Linked DNA regions of Oryctolagus cuniculus: region 2 is linked to region 1. A link is a contact called in public Micro-C data. All regions are on one chromosome and are shown on one strand. The core of a region is the stretch at or near the end of the contact, and the rest is flanking DNA. Distances in the headings are between cores, read along the strand shown.

What was found. A called contact is a pair of places that touch in the nucleus more often than the background predicts.
Region 2: a Micro-C map of ear pinna shows a contact between it and region 1, with 2.3 times the contacts expected there. The contact joins the promoter of ITGB5 here to the enhancer-like site in region 1. A contact is called at or near these places in 6 of 6 Hi-C or Micro-C datasets (ear pinna, embryonic fibroblasts, liver and 3 more).

Annotation. Positions count from the first base shown.
Region 1 is chr4:81,067,146-81,070,818 of mOryCun1.1, reverse strand. The region is part of intron 5 of ITGB5 (integrin subunit beta 5); the gene reads left to right. Among named protein-coding and RNA genes, the nearest start is that of ITGB5, 50 kb to the left of the region's middle. Within about 2 kb of position 2,033, at least 3 of the 8 cell types and tissues checked have an H3K27ac peak or open chromatin away from gene starts, as enhancers often do. A contact at or near this core is called in ear pinna, where this site is marked.
Region 2 is chr4:81,117,204-81,120,882 of mOryCun1.1, reverse strand. ITGB5 (integrin subunit beta 5) reads left to right here and starts at 2,159. Exons shown (of 15, transcript XM_017347042.3): 1 at 2,159-2,707. The coding sequence starts at 2,638.

The DNA of each region.
Region 1 (3,673 bases), core at 784-3,283:
GCACTTGTAAGTCCTGAGCCCTCCCTGCTTTGTTTATTGAGTTTTCGGCCTGCTGCTTTGTTCAATTAAAGTCCCTTCCAATGAGTCCTTCCAGCTGAGCGTGACGGAGAGACGAGGGGAGCCTCTTGGCCTCGTGCCTCGTGAGGCTGGAGTTGGCCAGGCAGTTCCCCCCAGGCTGCATGCTCTGCTTCCTCTGACCCTGCGCCCTTGGCGATGGAGCTGATAACATGCTCCTCACAGCACCTGGGCAGCTCCTTGGATTCCTTCTCACCCTGGTTCCCCGGGGTAGGACTGGAAGTCACCAGTGTGTGGGACTGGGGCTGTGGCGTCATCTCACGGATGACTCACGGTCCCACCTCTGTCTGTGGCCTGTGCTGCTTGCTTGTGTTTCTCAGGACCTGGTGTTTTGCAAAGAGAAGGAAACTGTTCCTCTTTAGGATTAGGACCCTGCTTCTGTGAGTGGAAGTTTCGAGTTGTGTTCTTTCCTGCTATGGAGGCAAGTTCACAGCATTCACAGCTAAGGGAGCGCCTCTCTCATCACTGCAGGCATTTTTTTTTTCCAAGATACTGTTCCCAGCTGGACTGCAATTGGAGAATGTGCCTGCCTTTAATTGCTTATCTTTATCTGGAAGCCAGTGACTGAACCCATTCTATGCTTTTCCTTGGTCTGCATAATGGGTTCTCCCATTACCACTTTGATTGCTCTCCCAGGGCTCTCTGGAAGCTGACTCTGAGGTGTTTGTCCTGCAATTGTGCGGGTGGAAGGGTGCCGAGTGATCCAGGCTGGAACTGCGGCTGCATCCCTATTCTCCTGAAACAGGGAGCGTCCTTGGCCTTGGGTGGACAGAGGGGCCTCTGGGCTCCCTGCTGCCTGTCAGCACTCGGCTGGCAGGTCAGAGGAGCGTCTCTGTGCTTGGGCATGGCTGGTACCTGCTGGCTGCACAGTAATGCTGCGAGCTGCTTCTCGCAGGCAGCAGGCAATGAGGTCTGTGGTGCCCCGCGTGCCTCCTAGCGCCCTAGCGTTTGTCATCAGACCCTTCAGGCAGACTCTGGCTTGGGGAGTTGTTTTTTGAGAGAGAGGGAGCGCCCATCTGCTGGTTTGCACCTTGGCTGCCCACACAGTCCTGCCTACGGCGCTCTCCCCCTTCCCCTTCATCCTGATTCTCGAATTTTGCTTTGTGTGGGTGACATTTTTACAGCATTTCTGTCCTCTCAGAGACAGGTGGGTGACTAAGCCCAACAGTCAACACAGTGAGTTTGTGGGCGAATGCACTGTTTGGTTTGGATCGAGTCTTGCTGGCCGGGACTTGCTGGTCAAAGAGGAGACCATGGTGCTTCCCCTCGGCTTTCTCAGGAACATGGAACCTGTGGCCCCCTGGAGACTAAGAACGGCCTGCCCTGGGCCTGGCATCCTCCATGGGCCAGATGTTTTGGGTCCAGTGTCTTGGTTCCTCTAAGAACCCCACGGAGTATTGGCAGTGGCTCCCATTTTGGAGGTGAGGCAGCCGAGTATGTCGGTGATTAATGACGCCTTTTCTTAGCAAGGAGTGGAGCCAGGGTTTGGCGGAGCCTAAAGCCCACGCCCAGTGACTGGGTGCTTTGGACAGCGGCCACAGGGCAGTGAGGAGAGAGGGGCTGTGGATTCAGGATCCTGTTGTCCAGAATGCCCATGCTGGGGCCGGGGTTGGAGGGGAGGAGCGCCGGCACGCTTCCAGCTGCGCCTGCCCGTTCCTTTCCCTCCAGGACTTGGTCTCACCCGTTGTCCGTCTTCTCTCAGGGCTCTCGATTCCGCCTTCGTCTCCTTCCTGGTTCTGCGTGAGCGAGGCCCAGCAGGGGCTGCTGCAGCCTGTAGGAGGTGCACGGTGCCCCGGTCCCACAGGAGGAGCTCCGTCTCTGCCTCCCCCGCTCCCCGCCCCTCATCGAGGCTTTGCTTTCTGCTGACCTGCCCTGGTTGCTTTTAGCCTCAGACTTTTGTTGTTTTTCCAAGGACAACTTGGTCTTCCCTTGAGGAAGGCAGCCCCTCCCCTGTGCTCCGTGTCACCTGTGGGTATTGCCTGGGCTCCCTGTCTGCCAGCTGATTGCACGTTGGGTTTCTGGGACTGGATCCCAGGCTGCCTGCCCGCCTCCCCCCCCCCCCCCCCGCCCCAGAGCCTTCCGGAAGCCCTGTGCAAGTATCGGGTTCCATCTGGGCATGCGTTATTGTCAGGTGGGGTGACCGAAGGTTGTCCGCAGCTGTCTGGGTTACAGGTAATTGGGGTTTAATGTGCACTTTGGATCTCTCCACTGGCTGGGTTTCCACTAGCCACGGCCTGCTGTGCCATGGGTGTCACTGCCCCGCCAGCAGCTGCTGTGCCGAGATGAGGAGATGCTGGCCGGCTTCCAGCTGGACACAGTCAGGAGGGCACGGGTGAGAGTATGCATCCCGCCATACCCTCCAGTGTGAACCCGCCAGGGCCTGCCCTCCCCCTCTGCTCTCAGGAAGTGTCTCTGGGGAAGACCAGGAGGCCACTGTAGTGACCGCTGTCATGACCTCTGCGGTGACCGAGGTGGGGCATCTGTCTCTCACGCCAGGCTAGGGGCCCCTGCTAGCTTGGGATGCCGACGTGGCAGAGAGGAGACAAGACAGGGCCTTTCTCCTGCGCCACCCTGGCACTGCCCTGTCTCCGCCTCTGTGACCTTGAGTCAGCCACTCTGACTCAGCACGGCCCTTTGCCCGCACTGTTTGCTCTGCTGGGACACCCCTCCCCCGTATCCCTGGTTTTCTTTCTTTTTATTAATAGACTTTGTTTTTTAGAGCCATTTTTGGTTCACGGCGAGATTGGACAGAAAGCACAGAGCTCACCACCTCCCAGCCCGCCCCAGCACGCAGTCTCCCCCACCGTCCATCCACATCCCACAGCCGGTCGGCGAGCCAGTGTTGGCCGCAGCCCGCCATGGTCCGTGGGTCCCACCGGGGCTGCGTCTCGGTGGTGTGCGTCCTGTGCTCCCCGGCGTCCGCTGTGTGGTGGGCTATGCAGAAGCCCTCCCTCCCCTCCGTCCCATCTTCACCTTTTCACTCCCCCCCACCTGGCTTTCCTGTCCACGCCTCATCCCATCTGTAAGGGACACCTCCCTGACCAACCTTCCTGCCCAGGTCGTGGCCCCCGGCACCAGGCGTGGGGCCCCGTCAGAGCAGCCGCGTTACTCGAGTGATGTCTCTGCCTCCTCTTGAGTGTGTCGATGCCTCTGAAGACAGGGGCCGTGGCTTCTTCCTCACGGCTGCATGGCCCCCGTGCCACGCTCACCACCCGGCACTGAGCAGCTCATTGTTAAACACCTGGCGAACAAACATGCTCTGAATTCAGGAACACCCCAGTCCCCGCGCCCAAGCCCACCCACCCTCCGTTAGACCAGGCTGCCTCGTGGCATTTACCATGCTTCCTGCGACATGTCCATTACTGCAGTCCTGGGGCGAGTGTTGGGGCCAGGGTTAAGACGCTTTGCTGACCCCCCCCCCATATAGGGGTGCCTGGGTTCTAGTCCTGGCTCTGCATCTGATCCACCTTACTGCTAATGCACACCTGGGAGGCAGCAAGTGATGGCTCAAGGACTTGGAGCCCTTGCCACCCACATGGCAGACCTGGACGGAGTTCCGGGCTCCTAGGTTCAACCTGGCCCACTTGTGCTTGTGGTA
Region 2 (3,679 bases), core at 910-3,409, 50 kb before region 1:
GATGGCTGCCATGGCCACTACAGGGCCAGGCTGAAGTCAGGAGCCAGGGGCTTCAGCCAGCTGTTTTATATGGATGGCAGGGCCCCAACCACTTGGACCATCTTCTGCTGCTTTTAACAGGCCATTAGCAGGGAGCTATATCAGAAGTGGAGCAGCTGGGGCAGAACCCAGTGTCCATATGGGATGCCAGCATCACAGGCAGTGGCTGTACCTGCTATCCCACAACTCCTGCCCCACTAATGCTGTTTTAAAACAATAACAACAATGTCTTTAATATCCAGGTTCAACCCTGGGAGTCAAACTGATGCCACTAGCAGCCTCCTTCAGGCATGGAATGTTCCTGAAGGGGCCAGCGTGGAGACTGGTTCAAGGGCCATCAGAAAGGACTCCCTTTGCCCCCTGCCCCAGGGGAGCCAGTACTGAGCAGGAGGAAGGCAGGCCCTGAGGGGCACCTCTGATCTGCAGCAGCTTAATAAACAGTCATGGGTTCTCACACAGGACAAAGGCAGGCAGGCACCAGAAAGCAAAAGCTTCAGAGGAATTACAGCAGCATCTCTAAGCCAGCGCTAAGATAATGGGGCAGGGATCGCTCGGGATTCAGTGGCTTCTGGCAGGTCTGGGCAGGTGAGAGCGGGGCAGGTTTGAGCACAGCACTTTCCAGGTGCAGCCCAGGTATGTGGTGGTCTGTACTGGGATATTTCAAGTTAGGCAAGCACTCGAGTAAGGGTAGAGAAGAGTGACCCCACTGGCCAAGTTTTTAGAATGCTTCATAAATGCAAGCTATTCTTAGACCTGTTCACACATTATCTACCCAGCTTCTGGGACTCAGCTCTCATTCCATCGACTCCATCCTACTCATCTCTGCCACTTGGCTAGATATCTCCCAGTTCAAACTCTTCCCCGAGCTTCCCATTATTTATTATCACTGCCTCTCAAGCTTGGATGGGAGTAGCCCCAAGGCCACTGCCCAGAGGGGCAGGGAGTCCCAAGGTAAATCTGGGGCCGGTTTTTCCGGAAAGTGTTTCAGGACAAACATGTGGATAATATGGTGTATTCAACAATTTGCATGCAGTTTGTGGGTGAGAGGTAGGGGTTGCTGTGGGCTGCAGTAAGTTTGCTTCTTCTAGCCTTATGGGGCCCCTCCTTGGCTCAGGTGGGGAGGGGCCTGAAGATTCAGATCCAGAGTCTTGAAGCTGGGCGGTTGGGACAGTTCCCCGGGTGGCCTTGGCAAGCCTTCTTTCCCTTGCTGTCGACTTGCAAAGATGTGACCATTTTGCTCCTTGCTGTTTCTGGTTTTGGTCAAGTCGTTCCGAACTTTTGGGAAAGGGATGCCAGCTGCTACTCGCTCGGCAGCGCTGTGGTGAGGATTCAGTGAGTTAGCATGGGTCCAAGTGTTTGGCACAGGGCCTGGGGAGCATGGAGCTCTGTCTGCACGCTAGAGACCCAAAACCACTTCTTCTACGGGAATGCCACCTCTTCGCATGCCTGTAAACCATTCCAGTCCCAACCCATTTGTCCTGGTCCCACCACGACTCTCGTGCCCTTTGCAGGAGCTGGCTGAGGTCCCAGCTCACCCTTTACTGTCAAGCACAGGCCCAGCTCAAACGTAAATGTTAAGACTCCAGCCTGAGCGTGGCCTTTGGCATGTATCCAAAACTACCAGCTATCCAGGTGAGGGACATCAAAGCTGGAGGCACACTGGCTGTCTGGAATCCTCGAGAGAGGCAACACGTCAGTATAAGTGAACTGGCTTCCCCCGGGGCCTCCATGCGCGCAGGCTTCCCTTGCTTTCCCAGCGCGACACCTGGCGCTGCCCATGCGCTCTCTACGTCCCGTGTCCCCGAGGCGGCGCTGCACGACCCCCCAGCCCCGCCCCACCTGCCCTCCCTCCTCAGGTCTCGCCCGGCCTAGCCCTGGTCGCCCCTGCTCGCTCCAGGAGCGCGTCCCGCACCCTAATCCGAGCGACCGCCTTAGAAAGCGCTCGAGCCTCTTCCCGGGGGTTTAGAGCACCCTCCGCCCCACGCGCGCCGGAAGGGGCTCCCACCTGGGCGCCCTGGGGCCTCGGCGTCCCGGGCGGGTCCCCCGCAGGGCGGAGCCGCCTTGGCCCCGGAGCTCGCTCCGCCCCGTCCCGCCTGGCTGTAAACTGACCGTGCGGCGGCCGGGCGGGGGAGAGAGAGAGGAGAGAGGAGAGGAGGAAAGTGGAGCCTGGCGGGCCGGAGGGAGGAAAGGCAGGGGCGGAGGCGAGGGCCGGAGCGTGCCGGCGTGCGGGCAGCCTCAGCGGCCGGCGCGTCCCGGAGCCCAGTCGCGGCCGCCGCCGGTCCGGTCCCTGCCCTCCTAGGCTCTGCTCAAAGCAGCCCGCCGGGACCGTCCTGAGCGGCGACCACCCGGCGTCCGGTCGGCCAGGTCCGCGGCGGCCCCGGACCTTGGCTGCGAGGGCTGCGGGAGGGCTGGTGGCGGCGGCCGGGCTCCGGCCAGCGTAGCCGCCACCAGCCCCCGCCGGGCCGCGAACGCCGTGAGCCCGAGCTGCGCGCGGGGTATGCAGCTGCGGCCCCCGGCCCTAGGCCCCCGCGCTTCGGCCCTGGACACCCGCCCCCGTGGAGCCCGCCGCCCGCGCCGCCCCTGAGCCGGGCGCCCACCATGCCGCGGGCGCTGGCGCCCCTGTACGCCTGCCTGCTCGTGCTCTGCGCGCTGGTGCCCCGGCTCCCAGGTAAGCCGCACCGCCGGCCGCGCGGAAAGAAACTTTGTCGCGCTCGGGGGCCGGGCCGGGAGGCGTTGCCTTCGAGTGGAGGGCGCCTTCGGGGCACGCCCAGGTGGCACAGCCGGCGGGGGGCTGCCGAGGTACTTGCGCCACCCGGTTCGTGCAGCTCCGCCAGGTTGTCGTCGGCCTCTAGTGCCGTGCCGGGCGGAGGAGGAGCCCTCCCTTCCTGTGTAAACAGCCCGGCCCGTCTGCTGACCCAGCCCGCGAGCGCCCGCGCGCAGGGCCAGCCCAGCGTTGGGGCCGGGGCGCTCCAGCCGCGCGCACAAAGCGGCCCTTGTGGCCGGCCGGGGGCGGGCGGGCTGCGGGAGGCGCGGAGTGATGCTGCCTGGGCCCGGGGAGGCGAAGGACGGCGCGGAGCGCGGGACGCGACGCCCGGAGCCAAAGCCAGCGTTCCGGAGGACTCGGGTCCTGGCACGCGGGGTACCGGACCCTTACGACGAGTCCCGGGGTTTCACCGCGTCCGGGCCACCTGCGGTCTCCGCCTCCCAGCACTGCCTCGCCTAGGCCGCCGCACACCCGAGGGGAGACCCTGGTCCCGAGCCAGGGCCGCGCGGGGCCTGACCGATCTCATTCCTTCTGCCGGGCTTTGTGCCGCGATGGACCAGTCCTGCGGGCCTCACACGCCTCTCTGTGCGGGGGCTGTTGAGGCGGCCCGGCTCGGCACTGCGGTGGCTGGCGGCCCGCTGGAGAACCCTGGGGTACCTGCGTCGGTTCTCGCAGCTGGGAGAGGGCTGGACCTGCAGCCGGGAGGCCCAGGCTAGAGTCCCCTGTTGCGCACTGGGGCTGCCCAAAGATAAGCTGTTTCCTCCTCCTCCGCAAGCAAAGAAAGGAGGCAGGAAGCTCCAAGCTTTCCCCTTCCCCTTAGGAAGCCCTGGCCGCCGCGTGTGGGGTGCTCCATTCAGTCGCATGGCCGCGATGCTG